Regions from separate parts of the Astyanax mexicanus genome. Here region 1 is linked to region 2. A link is a contact called in public Hi-C data. All regions are on one chromosome and are shown on one strand. Each heading gives the region's core, a stretch centred on a gene start, on an enhancer-like site or on the middle of the called end of the contact. The rest is flanking DNA. Distances are from core to core; before and after follow the strand shown.

Evidence for each region. A called contact is a pair of places that touch in the nucleus more often than the background predicts.
Region 1: a Hi-C map of muscle shows a contact between it and region 2, with 3 times the contacts expected there. The contact joins the promoter of hivep2a here to the enhancer-like site in region 2. A contact is called at or near these places in 2 of 3 Hi-C or Micro-C datasets (both in muscle).

What each region holds. Positions count from the first base shown.
Region 1 is chr1:57,410,623-57,418,003 of AstMex3_surface, reverse strand. hivep2a (HIVEP zinc finger 2a) reads left to right here and starts at 5,573. Exons shown (of 7, transcript XM_022666167.2): 1 at 5,573-5,966.
Region 2 is chr1:57,357,338-57,364,625 of AstMex3_surface, reverse strand. The region is part of intron 1 of hivep2a (HIVEP zinc finger 2a); the gene reads left to right. Among protein-coding and RNA genes, the nearest start is that of LOC103023058, 49 kb to the right of the region's middle. Within about 2 kb of position 1,620, the one cell type or tissue checked has an H3K27ac peak away from gene starts, as active enhancers do.

The DNA.
Region 1 (7,381 bases), core at 4,324-6,823, 49 kb before region 2:
TTCACACATCTAAATACTTAATAATGGCGATCGCTCATCAAATGGTAAACCAGCAAAGCCACACAATGTGCAGCATGATGGCAGCAATCGTCAGTGTCAGTGTAATGCTGGTGATTAATTGAGAATGTAGCTTGGCTCGATGGGAATACCCTAAGGTGTCCTTGAGAAAATGCATGCCGCCACTCGTACCAGAACACCTCATCCAGCTGTCTGTGCCAGAGAAAGAAGATAACCGATGAGATGGATGCTGTTGAAACATGCCCTTTGGGTCAAGAGCAGACATTTCCCTGTTGTTCTGCTCTCAAGGGATAGCACAGTGAGCTGTGAAATTGTCCCGGCTCCCAACTCTTATGCTGCCGTTGATTTATGTGGGTGCACTATCTCTCAGTGTCTCTCTTGTTCTAGCAATTGCATTTTATTTCTTAAGGGATGCCCTTGCCAAAATTTAGAGCAACAGAGAAAGAGAGAGAGAGAGAGAGAGAGAGAGAGAGAGAGAGAGAGAGAGAGAGAGAGTGTGTGTGTGCAAGAAAGTGCAGGGGGTTCCTAGGTCAAAGCTGATGTGATCATGGACACAAACATACACACACACACACACACACACACACACACACTCGCACAAACAAACAAGATTTTATTGAGAAGTTTGGTCAGTGGCCCTATCCCACCTCCTGTGTAAGCAGCACTCACTGCTGTCTTTGCTGTCTTTTAGAATAAGAATTTATTTAAAATATTTATTTGAGTAAATATCCACAACTAGCCACCAGTGGTTATGTATCTAAATACAATGTATGATTATGTATAAGTAGCCCCCTTTGCAGTGATTAAAAATGTTCATACAATATTCATACAGAGTGAGGAAAAGTAAATGTGAAATGCTCAAAATTAGACAATATATGTTGATTTAGACCAGACACCCTGAAAGGCCTTGTTAATGTTAGGTGAATCAAGTGGGCTGGGAGAAGGGAAAGCCATATCTGTTCAGGGCAGCTGTTTTAAGCTAATGAACACTCAAAATAAGGTTTATGTACAGTGCTAATACCAAGTAATGTTTTTTTTTAATAAATGATAGATGGAAATAATGTATGTTTAAGCTTTTTGTCATTATATAATTTAAAACTGATGCATGTTATGTTTAAAAACACATTCTAGAACTGGTGTACAGGAAGAAGAAATGAGCGTGTTAAAAGTTGGGCATGGCAAAAGGTAATGGTGAAAATAAGGGTAAATAAATGTATTGCTCTTGGACAAGACTGCCATGAGGTACACATTACACATGCTAGTGAACTGAAGCACTAGTGTGAACAAGTCAGCCTAGCAGGTGAAGCTAATGCCTCACAGTGCTTTACATCAGATATCTAAAATAGTCCACAAGGATAACAGTAGCTTACAGAAGCAGGTACATCTTTTTACAGATTTTTATAAATCAATATCACAAACAGATTCAGAGCCCCATTCAAACCAGAAGTCTAAATTTGACATTTTAAACATTAACATAACAATAAAAAACTATTTCTATTTAAAGATGTATTGGAAAAAGGACACACGCCCCCTCTGTGTGAGTGTTCTCTTGTTCTTCGTGTTCATAGCTGGTGTGTCAGCATGTGAATTTTAGACATGCCCAGTGGAAACCCAAAAGACAAGACTGGGACAGATCACACAGTACTATTCATGCAAGAAGGCAGAGTGCAGGAGAAGACTTTTATTTAAATATTCCATCTAAGTATTTCTTTACCAAAAAAACTCTCCTGGCTTTTATGCATAAAGTCATCTAATATGCTAAAGGTAATACACAGTTAGAATGTTTGAAGCAGTAATTGTTCTCAGAACGCTTAAGTTAGAGTGCCGTAATGAACACTTTTTTTTTATATTAAAGATGTTATAGTACAGCAAACTGACAACATAGATTGTCTATTATTTATTAAGTGCATGTGTGAGCCAGACTTCTCTTATAAAACATTGGAATTGCATTTCATGTACGTTTCAGGTCACAATTCATTATTAACATTTTGTACTATCATTTCGTTTTTAAATTAATGTAATAATGAAAAAACTGGTGTGGCATGCTGTGGTGTTCTGGGAAATTTAACAGTTGGGTGAAAGCCTACTTCTGTCTTTTTGTAACAAGCTTGAGGAGCTAGTTCCTAACACACAACACTGTGTTTATGTTTGTAATTACACAGCTGCACAAATATGGAGTACATGTCCTGAGCTTGTGCATAAACATCTTGTGCCCTATCGTACACCCTGCGCAAGGCGTGTAGCGTTGTGCGCTGCCATCGTACACCCTATCAACAGTCTATTTTTACGCCTTGCGCACGCGTCCTTAAAATAGAGTCGGACTTTTGGAATATATTAATGCTGGTGTGGTGGTCTGGAAAGGACGTGTTTAGGTGTTTCTATCTTGGCGGCGGAATAAATCATTGCGCGACTGATCCGGTGAAACCACATCTAAATTCAACAGTCACTGGCGCAGCCAGAACTGAATCCCGATCACAATAAGCACTGCGCTCCCCATTCAATATACCACACGCCATCACTTCTTTACCACCTTTACCTTAAACAAAAAACACCTGACCCAGAACCTTCAGGAATCAACTATAAAAATTAAATATCCTTAAAAAAATCTGCACAGTAACTGTACGTTATTATTATTATTTCTGACATTTTTAAGGATTTTTATTTATGTTCAGTACACAGCTTTAATAACTGTAGCTTAATATAGCAGATATAGACATTAGAATTTTAACAGATGCTTATTCTCACTCAAATGCTGGAGTTTTGGAAATAAAAAATTAAAAGAGAAAGAACTTCGACTTTTATTTTATTTCACTTCACTTTTATTTAACTGAAATTCACTTTTTTTTTTATATATTTGAAAAATGAAGCACGTTGTCATCCAGGCATCTGACGCTGCCTGTCAAATATATAAAACTTAAAACATTTGAAATACACAGAAATATAAAGCTATATGTTAGCGTTCGTTTCTTATCACCAGGGCAAATTAATTAAAATATTAAATGTATTAATTAATTAACTAAAATCTCATCCAGTGCTCTAAGGGTGCTTTCACACCTGCTTCGTTTGGTCCGGACTTTCGGACTTCTCAGTTTGCTCCGAACCAAAGTAGCAGGTGTGAAATGGGCCGCAAACCACGGTCCGGACCAAAGGACCAGATTTTGGTCCGACTAAGAGAGGTGGTCTCGTCCGGATCTTTTGAACCATGGTCCGGTTCGCCTGCAGTGTGAAATCGCTTTTCTGGATGGTTCGAACTTTCGGACCAACTACAGGAAGCTGAGCAGGCAGTCAGGTTAAGGAAAACGAATTGATACGTAAGTGATGATGAAAGGATGTAGGAGTATCACACAAAGGTCTTTGGTGAGCTCCCTAAACTGCAGTGAGAAAACAAAAACAAGCAAATAGATACAATGTAGCAAACACATGAACCTTGGTTCCTACCACGGTCCAAACTTTCAGGTATGAAAGCCCTCTAAAATGCCTCATTTTTTTTTTAACGTTTTAATAAATAATGTTGGATCAAGTGTAGTAAAATCTGTGGTATTAGCCACATATTTACTGATATTTAAATCATGAGAAATCAGGCAAAATTTGCTGCGTCTCTCTCTCTCTCTTTAGTTAAATAAATTAAGATGAGTAAGTACCTGTAAGTTAATCAAATATTGTCAAAAATAAAGGATAGGTTGAGGTTTTGATGAGCTGTTTCAATGATTAGAAACTTAACTAAAACTGAAAGTTTTATTATCAGAAAGCCTGTGATTGTTTTAAATGAGTTTTTTTAATGAGTTTATATTCTATATAATTCTTTATTAATTTTATTTATTTTATTGATCAAATAGTTTCTTTTTTTTCATGTTACCCCCAAAACACACCCATGAATAATTAACAGAATTAAAACATGGGGAGCTAGTGCATTATAGGCACCTGTGTCATGGCCTAAGCTTTTGTCCTTAATGGCATTTTTTCCACTTTACATTACTTATACTTTTATACTTTAAGTAGTTTTGAAATCAGTACTTTTACACTTTTGCATGAGTAAAAAGCTTGAGTTAATACTTCATCTACTACTACAGAGGTAATTTACATTACATTACATTTGGCAGACGCTTTTGGCCAAAGCGACTTACAATAGTGAAGTACAAAAATAATAGAAGTCTAAGGTAATCTTTAGATAGGGCTTAAAGGAGGTCAAAGGGAATAATGGAATAGAGGAGTAAAGGAGGGGAAGAAGGAAATGTAGTAGTTAGTGTGTTAGAGGTGTTAAGAGAGTAAGTGCTCTTTGAAGAGCTCTGTCTTCAGAAGTTTCTTAAAGATAGTGAGAGATTCTTCTGATCTGGTAGTGGAAGGTAGTTTGTTAGAAGTGTTAGGAGAGTAAGTGCTCTCATTGGGGAACTCTGTATGAGAACAGTCTGGATTGCTTTGTGTGAATGTTTGGTAAAGCGAGGCCACGTTCATTGGAGGAGCGCAGCGGCTGGGAGGTAACGTAAGCCTTCAGGAGTAATCAGTGCAGGTAGGAAGGAGCAGTTCTGTCATCACCTTGTATGCGATTTAAACTCTAGTATCTTTACTTCTACCTGAGTAATGAATGTAAATACTTTTTTACATCTTTGCTCTGGAGGGCTCTTTAGCCATGCTTTTTCGACCATATGGGAACCATGGGATGCCCCTTGAGTCTACCAGTGCACGTGGAACAGTCTAACAAGGATTGGTGATCATGTCACGTGACAACACTGAACTGTGAAACTTGTGTGCTTTTAATTTCTTAAAAACAATTCATAAAACATTTTAAAACACACTTTTTCTTTCTTCCTTTTATGTTGTACATGCACAGTAAACTGTGCGTAATGGAGGGCTGCGAAGGATACATCAGTTGCATTCTCCTCAACACTCTGAACACAGGCTGCAACAACCTTCTTTGTAGCAGCCGAGAAAAGCATCTCACTTTAGCTAAAGCCTTGACTTAGCAGAACCACAGCTCCTAACCCTCTCCCTCTGAAAACCTCTGGCTCACCTGTAGACAGAAAATGTGGTAACCTATCTGGATCACGCAGCACTGATCGGAGACTGGGGTGAAAGCATGAAGGGTGTAGGAGGAGCAGGATCAGTGCTGGTGAGAGAGAGAGGAAGGGAGGGGGTCTTTGGGTCTTCACTGTTTGGGTTTAAGGGAGGACAGGACAGCGAGCTGTCACTGCGACACAGTTCACAGTGGAGTTCAAAACAGCGCTCCCACCCCACGTGACTTCGGCTTGGCGTGAGCTCGGGCCAGGGAGTTCCCTTCCACCAACCGGCCTCTCTGCTGTAGGTGACCAAAGGCCGAGTCTACCTCCTCCTCCTCCTCCTCCCCCTCCCACACAGGCTCCCCCTCCTCCTCCTCCGCTCGCCCAGCGGGTGAGTTCAGCCTCACTCTGGCACGCGCTGGGGGATCCGATGACGTCACGGGCCAAACACACGCTCATCCACTCGCCTTGCACCCCCCCCCCCCCCCCATGCCTCTCTCTCTCGAGCTGCTTTTCTATTCTGGGAAACTGCGCTAGGAATAACCCCGTTTGTCCTCCCTCCCTTACACACACACACACACACACACACACCTCCCGCCCTCCTCCTCCTCTCGCGCGGCTCTATCGCGAGCTCCTTCTCCTCTCGTGCTTCTGCGTCCTCCGGCAGGATCGAGCGGAGCAGGAGAGACACTGAACTAGCTGTAGTTAATTAACCCCCCCTCACACACACCTATACGTGCAGCGAAGCCAGCCCCCCGTCAGTGCTCCAACAGCGACTGACTGTCTGTCAGTCAGTCTTTCTGTCTGTCTGCTCGGCTGGGTTTGACTTTAGCCACCGCCTGCGCGAGATTCACGTCCTGTCAGCGGGCTGGGCTCGAGCCGCGGCGGAGGGGAGAGAGGCAGATGCGGGCGCGCGGATGTTACCGGACCCGCTCGGATGTCTAAAGCGCCACGGTAAGAACCGCCGCGGCCGCTGCGCTGCTCCAGCGGCGGGGCTGCATGGGGGGGTGGGGGGGAGGGGGGGGGGGGGTGCTGAGTGCTGGGCTTATTGGGATATGTGGGGAATACCCGGCCGCCTGCATGCAGATAGGGAATGTTGCGTAACATCCTGAGGACTTTACACAAGCGATGCGGAGAGAGAGAGTGATGTGTTCCATTTCCTTCATTTATAGCTGTGATTGACTGTACCCTGTTGGTGATCTCAAGATGTGTCCAGGTAGCTACACTTATACACACACCACTGTCTGTCTGCTGTAGGTGTGTGTATAGTGTATGGTGTATAGTGTGTGTGTGTGTGTGTGTGTGTGCGCGCGCGCCAGGGAGAAGGTGGGTGGGACATTGGCTCGTTCCGGGAATGTTCCATGACGTGTTAGCCGTCAGTGAGGGGGGCCCAGCGCAGGGAGGCTCGTGACTCGGCGTCGTCGCTGCGGGTCGGCTGCTCGCGGATGTGATCTGAACCAGCAGAACTGGTTGTGTTTTCTCAACGAGAACATGGCGTTTTTTCCTCTCAGTCAGGGACACACAGAGAGCACAAGCATGGCTGCTGTTTAAGCCCGTCACACTCGGGCTGTCACCGTCTAATTACCCTGATAATCAGGTAATCTAACTGTTATTTCACCCAGGATCTGACTGATTCAACACTGACAGTGCACCGAAGCCTCCACACACTCACAGTCTGTGTATATGGGCCTCTTCCTCAGCTCCTTACGCTCTCTGTTGTGAAAAAAAAATATTTTTAAGTTGGCTTGGAAAAGCCAACTTACTGTTCTTCGTAATCTTATTCTTCTTATTATTATTATTCTATTCGCAAAATTTAATCACTATCTCCTCCTAGGGCTTTTGACGTAGAACCACGAAATTTTGCAGTATCGTAGGACCTATACCCGAATAGGTTGCTTGTGCTTTTTTAAGCGATACATCGTACGGTTTTCGTAAAAACTTCGTAAACGTACGCTTTTTTTTCCCATAGGAAATGAATGGGGGACAACTTTGAACGACTGTGTAGGTAACAATTTTTGACATACAAAGACAAAAATCGGACGGTCTATAGAACTTACCATGTTCTTTCCGAAAATTTTAACGTTTTGACGATATGTCGTACGGTTTTCGTACAAATGTCGTACGAAGTTTTCCCATAGAAATGAATGGGGGGCCCAGAGTTCTAACTCACACACGAGCAGCTCTGCGCACGGAACCCCTTCTCTCCCCTGCTCCTCCAGTACTGTGAGTGTATGGAGGAGCTGCTGTATGGAGCAGCTATCAGTGAAAAGTTTGGACACCCCGGCACCCCAGCCAGGGCTTAGCAACCACCTAATAACTGCTTAGCAACCACCTTAGCAACCACCTGGAAAACGTTAGCAACTGCCTAG
Region 2 (7,288 bases), core at 371-2,870:
AGCTGTGCTTACTTTACCTCCACAGCGAAAAACTCTGAATTACTATTGTATTTAAAGCCTCAGCCGCCGCGAGGCTCGAGCTGAGGTCTAAAAGAGTGGGTGAGAGATGGCTGCTCTCCACATGCAGCAGGGTCACTGTGAGTGCAGGGCACACAGTCTGCCTTTTCAGAGATAATAAACCAGAGATGAGGGAGAGAGAGACACACAGAGAGACCAGCAAAGAGAGAGAGACAGTGAGAGAGAAAAAGAGAGTGAGTCTGCTGTCTGCAGCCTCCCGAACAGCGCGCCAAACAAAGGCAACGCAGGAAGCCATTCAGCTGCTGCGAGAAACCAGATCTTTATTTGGTTTCTGTTGCCATTTATCACCCGTGGAAACGGCCAAGGCCAGCCAGGTTTGGGGAATTAGAAGAGTCACCTCGGCAGAGGAGGAGACTGTAACATCAGGCCAAATAGAACTTCGAAATAAATGTGGAGTTTTGGTTTATTAAACACAGTCTGACATCCCAGACACACTGGCAAAAGAAATACAAAAACATTCTGAAAATCTGAAAGTATGAGAAAATGAAGAGGAAACAACCATGAACCAGGAGAGAACACAGCTATACCTCACTTCTACAGAGACAAGAACTATTCACATCATACTCTTTAAAACATAAAGGTGTCACATGAGGTTCTTAAAGCGATGCCATAGTTCCCAAAGAATCATGTTTCATCCATGATGTTACAATAATCAAAAACATCTTGAAATCATGTTTAAGGTCCCAATGACTTGCATACATGGTATTTTACGTGACTTAAAGTTGTTCTTGTATGGCAGTGGTCCAAAAAAACCTTTGTAGCACCTTTGTGCAAGTGTGAAGCAAAGTCACAGCAAAATAAGACCATGCAAAAAGACACAGCAATGAGTGTGATAAACTTCAGTTTATAAACTCCAGTCATCATATTGATAGACTCCATACAAACAAGATTAAATCACTGTAGTTGAGAATGATTTTTTTATAGTGTGGCACAAGTTGCTTGTTAAACACATGGGTGCGTAGTATACAGCAGAAGAAAGTGGGAGTATGTTGGAGCATATATCTACACACACACACACACACCTGTACTGTATACATATGCACAGGTTGTACCATAAGATCTTAATGTAACTTTGGATCAATGTCCAGCAACCATTATTTAAATAAGGAATAATATGTATTACATCAACATAATTATACCTAAAAGAAGGTAAACAGAAAGTCATGTGGATTCGCTATAATCCAGTCAGTTCCTCCCTGATGTCTGTGTTACTCTGAACTCTGAACTCTGGAGTATATGCTGGGAAAACATCAGCAGTCTGCTTGTGAAGTAACCTTGAGAGTATACAAGGCATATAAAAGTGTTCCATATCCCTAACGCGCGCACACACACAAACACACACCTCCCAGAGCTGGAGCAGATGTAGGGCATGCGTGCCTGCTCCAGGAGGGAGGTAGGAATGTGGAGACCTCGTAAGGCACCTCCAATTTTTCCATTCCTGCTGCGTACACATCCCATTATCAATTTTATATGAATGCTTGGAAACTCCTACAGCCAGGCCGGCCTGGAGGCCTTTTGCTGAAGGGCCGCTGCATTCCGGGATGGAGGGCCTCTTCGTGCCCAAACGGCCCAACGTGGCCCCTTTGTGGCCATGTTAATAGCAACATAAAAAAGTGTGCTAGAATGCATTTACCCACTGTGCCCCTAAAAAAGGCCAGCAGTGTTGATTTTCAGCTGCCGATGCAAGACTTTATGATGAATGTGTTTTCTTTTGTGTGATGTGTATGTGGGGCGTGTGGGGAGACAATAAGCCCTGATAACTGTAAAAATGTTTTGAGGCATTGTGGTCAGGGTAAGAGTTATATTTAGGGAAGGACATGGACAGTTCTTACTATTACATAATACAGTTCTGGAAAAAAAATGAAGAGATCACCTCAGTTTCTGATTCAGTTTCTTTGATTTTGCTATTTATTTGAGTAAAATGAACATAGTTGTTTTATTCTATAAATTACTGACAACATATATCCCAAATTCCAAATAAAAATATTATCATTTAGAGCATTCAGAAATCAATATTTGGTGGAATAACCCTGTTTTTGAATTACAGTTTTCATGCACTTTGGCATGTTCTCCTCCACCAGTCTTACACACTGCAAGTTTATGCCACTCCTGGTGCACAAATTCAAGAAGTTCAGCTTGGTTTGATGGATGTGATCATCCATCTTCCTCTTAATTATAAAGGGTTTCAATATGGTAAAATCGAGGACAAAAATCATCATTGAGTGGTCTCTTATTTTTTTCCAGAGCTGTAGTTCACAGTACATATTCTGTACAGTACAATGCAACAGCACCTGAGAAAAATATATTCACCATGCTACTATAAGTGTGTGTACTTTTTTTGCTAGAGATACTGATAATATTAATACAGTAAGTTCTTATTATGGTTATGTTGATGTCTTTAACCATTCCTACACCTGTCTTTAAAGAAGCCCACTCTGAATTATTTTGACAAATCTGTGCTTCTTTAAAAAAAAGTTCTGCTGCTTGTGAAGTTAAAAAAATGTGTGTTGGCTATAGGCTGAAATCAAACAGATGTACTTCTAATAGCTCAAAAGATGACAACTACCTTCCAGAAACAATAAGAACCACTAGGTATTTTAGCTGCTAAAATGTGTATTAGCATGTAAACAAGTGCTGTATAGCTATAACACATATGGAGTATATATCTGGTCCCATATCTTCATATTGTGTGAACCATATTAAAGGTAATTAAATGGTGGTTAAGGGATATGTGTTTATCCAGTAACAGACTAATAAAGGGGCTGTTGATTGATTGATCTGATGTGTCATTGGAAACAGCAACAAACTGTTTGGCAGCTAATGATATATTTGGCCCTTGTGTTCATCATTGTTTTAAGTATTGTCATAGACATGCAGAAGTGATGCGCATTTATGCCTCTGCAATGCTGTAATCTGCTCTAAGACTTGAAGAAATTAGCCACACTCAGCTCACACTGCACACAGGAAATCTGTTCTGAATGATGTGGAACAGTAGTAATAATAGTAATAATATTCCTCATTAGCCCACTCAGAATGTGTGGCGTCTATGTCATACATTCCTGGGCAGATTCTGAGGTGTGACGTTGTTGTTTGTCACAAATTGCTTCTGAATGAAAACTACACAATAGAAGACTAATCTAGGCCAAAGCAGGATCAGCTTTTGTTGTATTAAAGAGGCAATCTGATCCATTTTCTTTTTTTGGAACTTTTTTCTTGATCCTTTCTATTTTAAACTCAAAAAACTCCATAATTACAGCAGAGTATTTGCTTCAGCTGCAGCTCTGTCACAAGGTCATTGTTCGGTCTTCATTTGTGAGACAGATGACGTACAGGAAGCTGGATTCAAGAATAACTGCTGGTGTTCAGGTTAACCCTTATATAGATATACTATATAATTCATTGTCTAATGATCTTATTTTGCTAGTGTTCACATTCTATATTGGCAAGTGATAACTAGTCTTTTTTCAGCTTGTTACAAAATGAATGTAAGAAGAAGCCGATCAGTTGATAATAAATTTACTGTATATGGAGCAACATCATCTCCAAATTTGTCTCCAAAACTCGCAGATTTCCAGTTTAAATGTGTGAGTTTGTCAGTAATGTGAGCTTTAGTAGCAGGTTATTAGAATTTGTCTTTGGATCGACTACCATTATCAGTGTGAATTTGATATTGATGTCACATACTGTACATTTTATGTGTTTACTTTTATGCAGCAGTAGCGGATTGCTAAGGTACACTGAGAGACACCGTGCTTCTGCCTTAAAGACAGTGTTTTGGAATTTTAGATGCTGTATACTTAGGGTTAAATTGCTATGAGACAGAACATTCATTGATCTTTGGCAGTGACTTATGACCTGATGGTTGTTAAGGGCTGGAGAAATCGGTGACATTTGTCCAAATTACATTTTTCCTCCTCTGTCTTTTTATGGTGCTGCAGTTTTCCCTATTAATAACACTTCCAATCTCCGCAGCCAGATAGCAGACAAAGCCTGTGAAAAATATTTTCCTGCCTTCACCTCCTCAGACTGGCAGACCTGATTATGCGGTTTGTTTATTTGTTGATTTATTTACTCCCTGAGCCCCCTCTCCTGTTCCTCTCGAGGGACAGCTATACGGCAAGTGCAAATAGCCCAACGTGTGTTTACGAACATGGGCATGTACAGGCGCAAATAGGAACAGGCATGGCAGTGGAAAATCTCACACACACACGCACACACACACACACACACACACACACATCATTCATGACTGCTCATGTTGGCACGCATGCTCAGGGCTCAGATGATGAGGGCTTGTTTGCAGTGGAGGTCAGAAGTGACCTCAGCCTCACAGAGAACCCAGTGTACCTCTCCACCCCTCCGACTCACAGACACACACACGTTTGTTTTTGTATATTGTCAGGACTTAAGGTCATATTTACAGTCATATTTCATAATACATAATTACTGACCACAAAAACTACTGGTTTTGAAAAACTGCTAGAATTGAATTCTAGGTATTTGCTGAATTTAACATAATGATAAAAAATAAACCTGAAATATGCAATATAATGTGCTCTCAGTACAGGATGTTAAGATATCTATAGGTTATCTATTTTTTAACAATAATGATAAAAACAAAATAAAAAAAGTCTATACATAAAATATGATCCTAACACTAAGCACAGTTCATAACAGTTTTTCTGCATTTAATTCCCAATGTGTTTGTCCTGAAAATTTTCATGTACAAATGCAAATTACCACACACACACACACACAGACTCCCAGTGGACTGTACACACCCCTGTTATTTGGTGCAGCAGCTGCTGCAGTTACGTAAGAGCTGTCAAAAAGGTTGCACACATCCGTGGACACACACACACAGACACACATGCTGTCACCCACAAAGGAGCTCAGCAGTGCAACCCAGTGACACCTAGCCACTCCCTCTAAAAGGAGGTCCCCGCAGTAGAAAAACAAAAACTAGCAAGAGGGATTCCAGCAGGTTATGTAACAGCCTTTCCCATTCCATGTATTTGCAGGATTGTCCCACTGTGCTTCCTGATTGGTGCATTAAGCTACAGTAGTGTTGTGAGAAATGGCACAAGGTCCAGAATGTCAGAGACATGAAGGTCAAGCAATCCCATGACTCAATAAACAGTCCTGATTGGCCACTGTGTCTTCCTGACCGGTACTAACTGGAGGTGAAATATCACAGTCAAAAGGACAAAAATATTCATTTGATATGATCAGTGTTGGGCGCGTTACTTTGAAAAAGTAATTAGTTATAGTTACTCGTTACTTCTCCAAAAAAGTAACCGAGTTACTAACGGAGTTACTCCACTATAAAAGTAATTAGTTACCAGTAAAAGTAACTATGCGTTACTTTTTATTATTCGCCCGTCAAAAAAAAAGGAAATCAATTATGCATTTACTATTATTATTAGAAAAATAACAAACGAAAATAAACCCAAAATGTTGACAAAAATATAATCTAACGAATTTCAAAAAAATTAAACGAAATTCTCCACACAACCAAAGAAAATTACTAAAACTTGTAATACTGAAAAAAGCGTAAAAACGCGTCTGTGGATGAAATTAAACAAACCAAGCCACACTCAAAAGAAATATGTATGTATAAACAAAACAAAATAATGGACAAAAACAACAATTTAATGCCCGTTAAAATGGTATTAATATAACAGCTTCACCAAAAGGGAGAAAGCAGCAGCACCACAAAAACCGGAGCAGCTAAAAAGAGCTTAACGTCCTTAATTCGGAACTTGGGCTTAGAGCTTAGATTCTCTGCCCGAACCCGACCTGACTAGCTCTGGGCGCACGTCAACACCTCCGCGTTTGACTTGCAGCATTGTGTGTAGCTGTTCTTAAAAATCATTTAAATTAAATAATAGTTCTATGCTTTTATGTTACAGTGTAAATTAACATAATTCTGATTATATTTCGCTCATTCAATCAGCCCGAAAACAGACAGTTTATGGGGCGGATCGGCTCGGGCTCATAATGACAGTTTATGGTTTGGGTTGGTATAGGGCTTGGGCAGAACGTGCACGGGCTCGGGCTGGGTCGGGTCGGATTTTTTGGGCCCGATCTAAGCTCTACTTGGGCTGTCCACGGCAATCACTGAATTAATTAGAGCATGCAAATAGTCACAATTGTGCCTCACTTCACCACGCCAAACCACAGGCACAGCGGCCAGAAGCTCAAGTTCACCGGACAGAGGAGGGGTTAACCAGGGCAAAGCGAAGTAAAAAAAAAAAGTTCATAGAGCGGCTAAAGTAACGTGCAGTAACGGGGTGTCGGAAATGGTAACGGCGTTATAGTTACAGTCATAGTAATTAGTTAGATTACTCGTTACTGAAAAAAAGTAACGGCGTTAGTAACGCCGTTAGTTTTAACGCCGTTACTCCCAACACTGCATATGATTCTGTACCAGAGGACCACAAAATATTTAATTTAACAAACATTTTTTGGTGCCCTGATCTTATATGAAGTGTCTTAATACTGAACATTATTCGATACATATCTTTAAAAAAAAAAAAAAAACTGTTTACAACCTCACAGTTTAGGTGAAATGTGATTGGGGCTTCTGTAACATTCTATAACATTATGGTGTAACAGAATGCTGTTATTTCTGGTAAAGCCCTTTCATGATACTTTTGCAGCTTTAACAGAATTGAATCATAGACATTGAATTTATGAATTAGTATTCGTAGTAAGGCATTTGACCTACAAAGCCAGAACCACAATATTCCTTTCAATAAAAAATAGCGGGTCAGTTATCACTGTTTACATCTCAGTGTCTGAAAATCAAAAGAGGCCAAGACTGACCCTTGTTCAGCTTCAGGCAGAATATACAGTAAAATCATTTTAACTCCACCTGAGAGTTCATGCCAATTCTTTCACTATTAAAGTAGATAGCCTACACTGGAAATAATGTTCTGCCCTTTGTCTTTATGTTTGTAAGGATTGGGAAAAATGATAGACAGATGATGTTTTTAGATTACAGAGGAAAATGCTGAGTTGTGCTCTTTACCCTCCTTTTGTTTGGAGCAAAACTGACAGCCTACCTGTTTCTGTATTTTGTTTATGAGTCTCAGTAAAACTTCAGTGTCTTGAAGGTTAAAAGAAAATACTGGTTAAACCTTCCCCAGTAGTGCTGTCTTGGCTGTGGGTCATTTTTAAGCTGTCAGCATGAAGTGCTGTGCTGTAA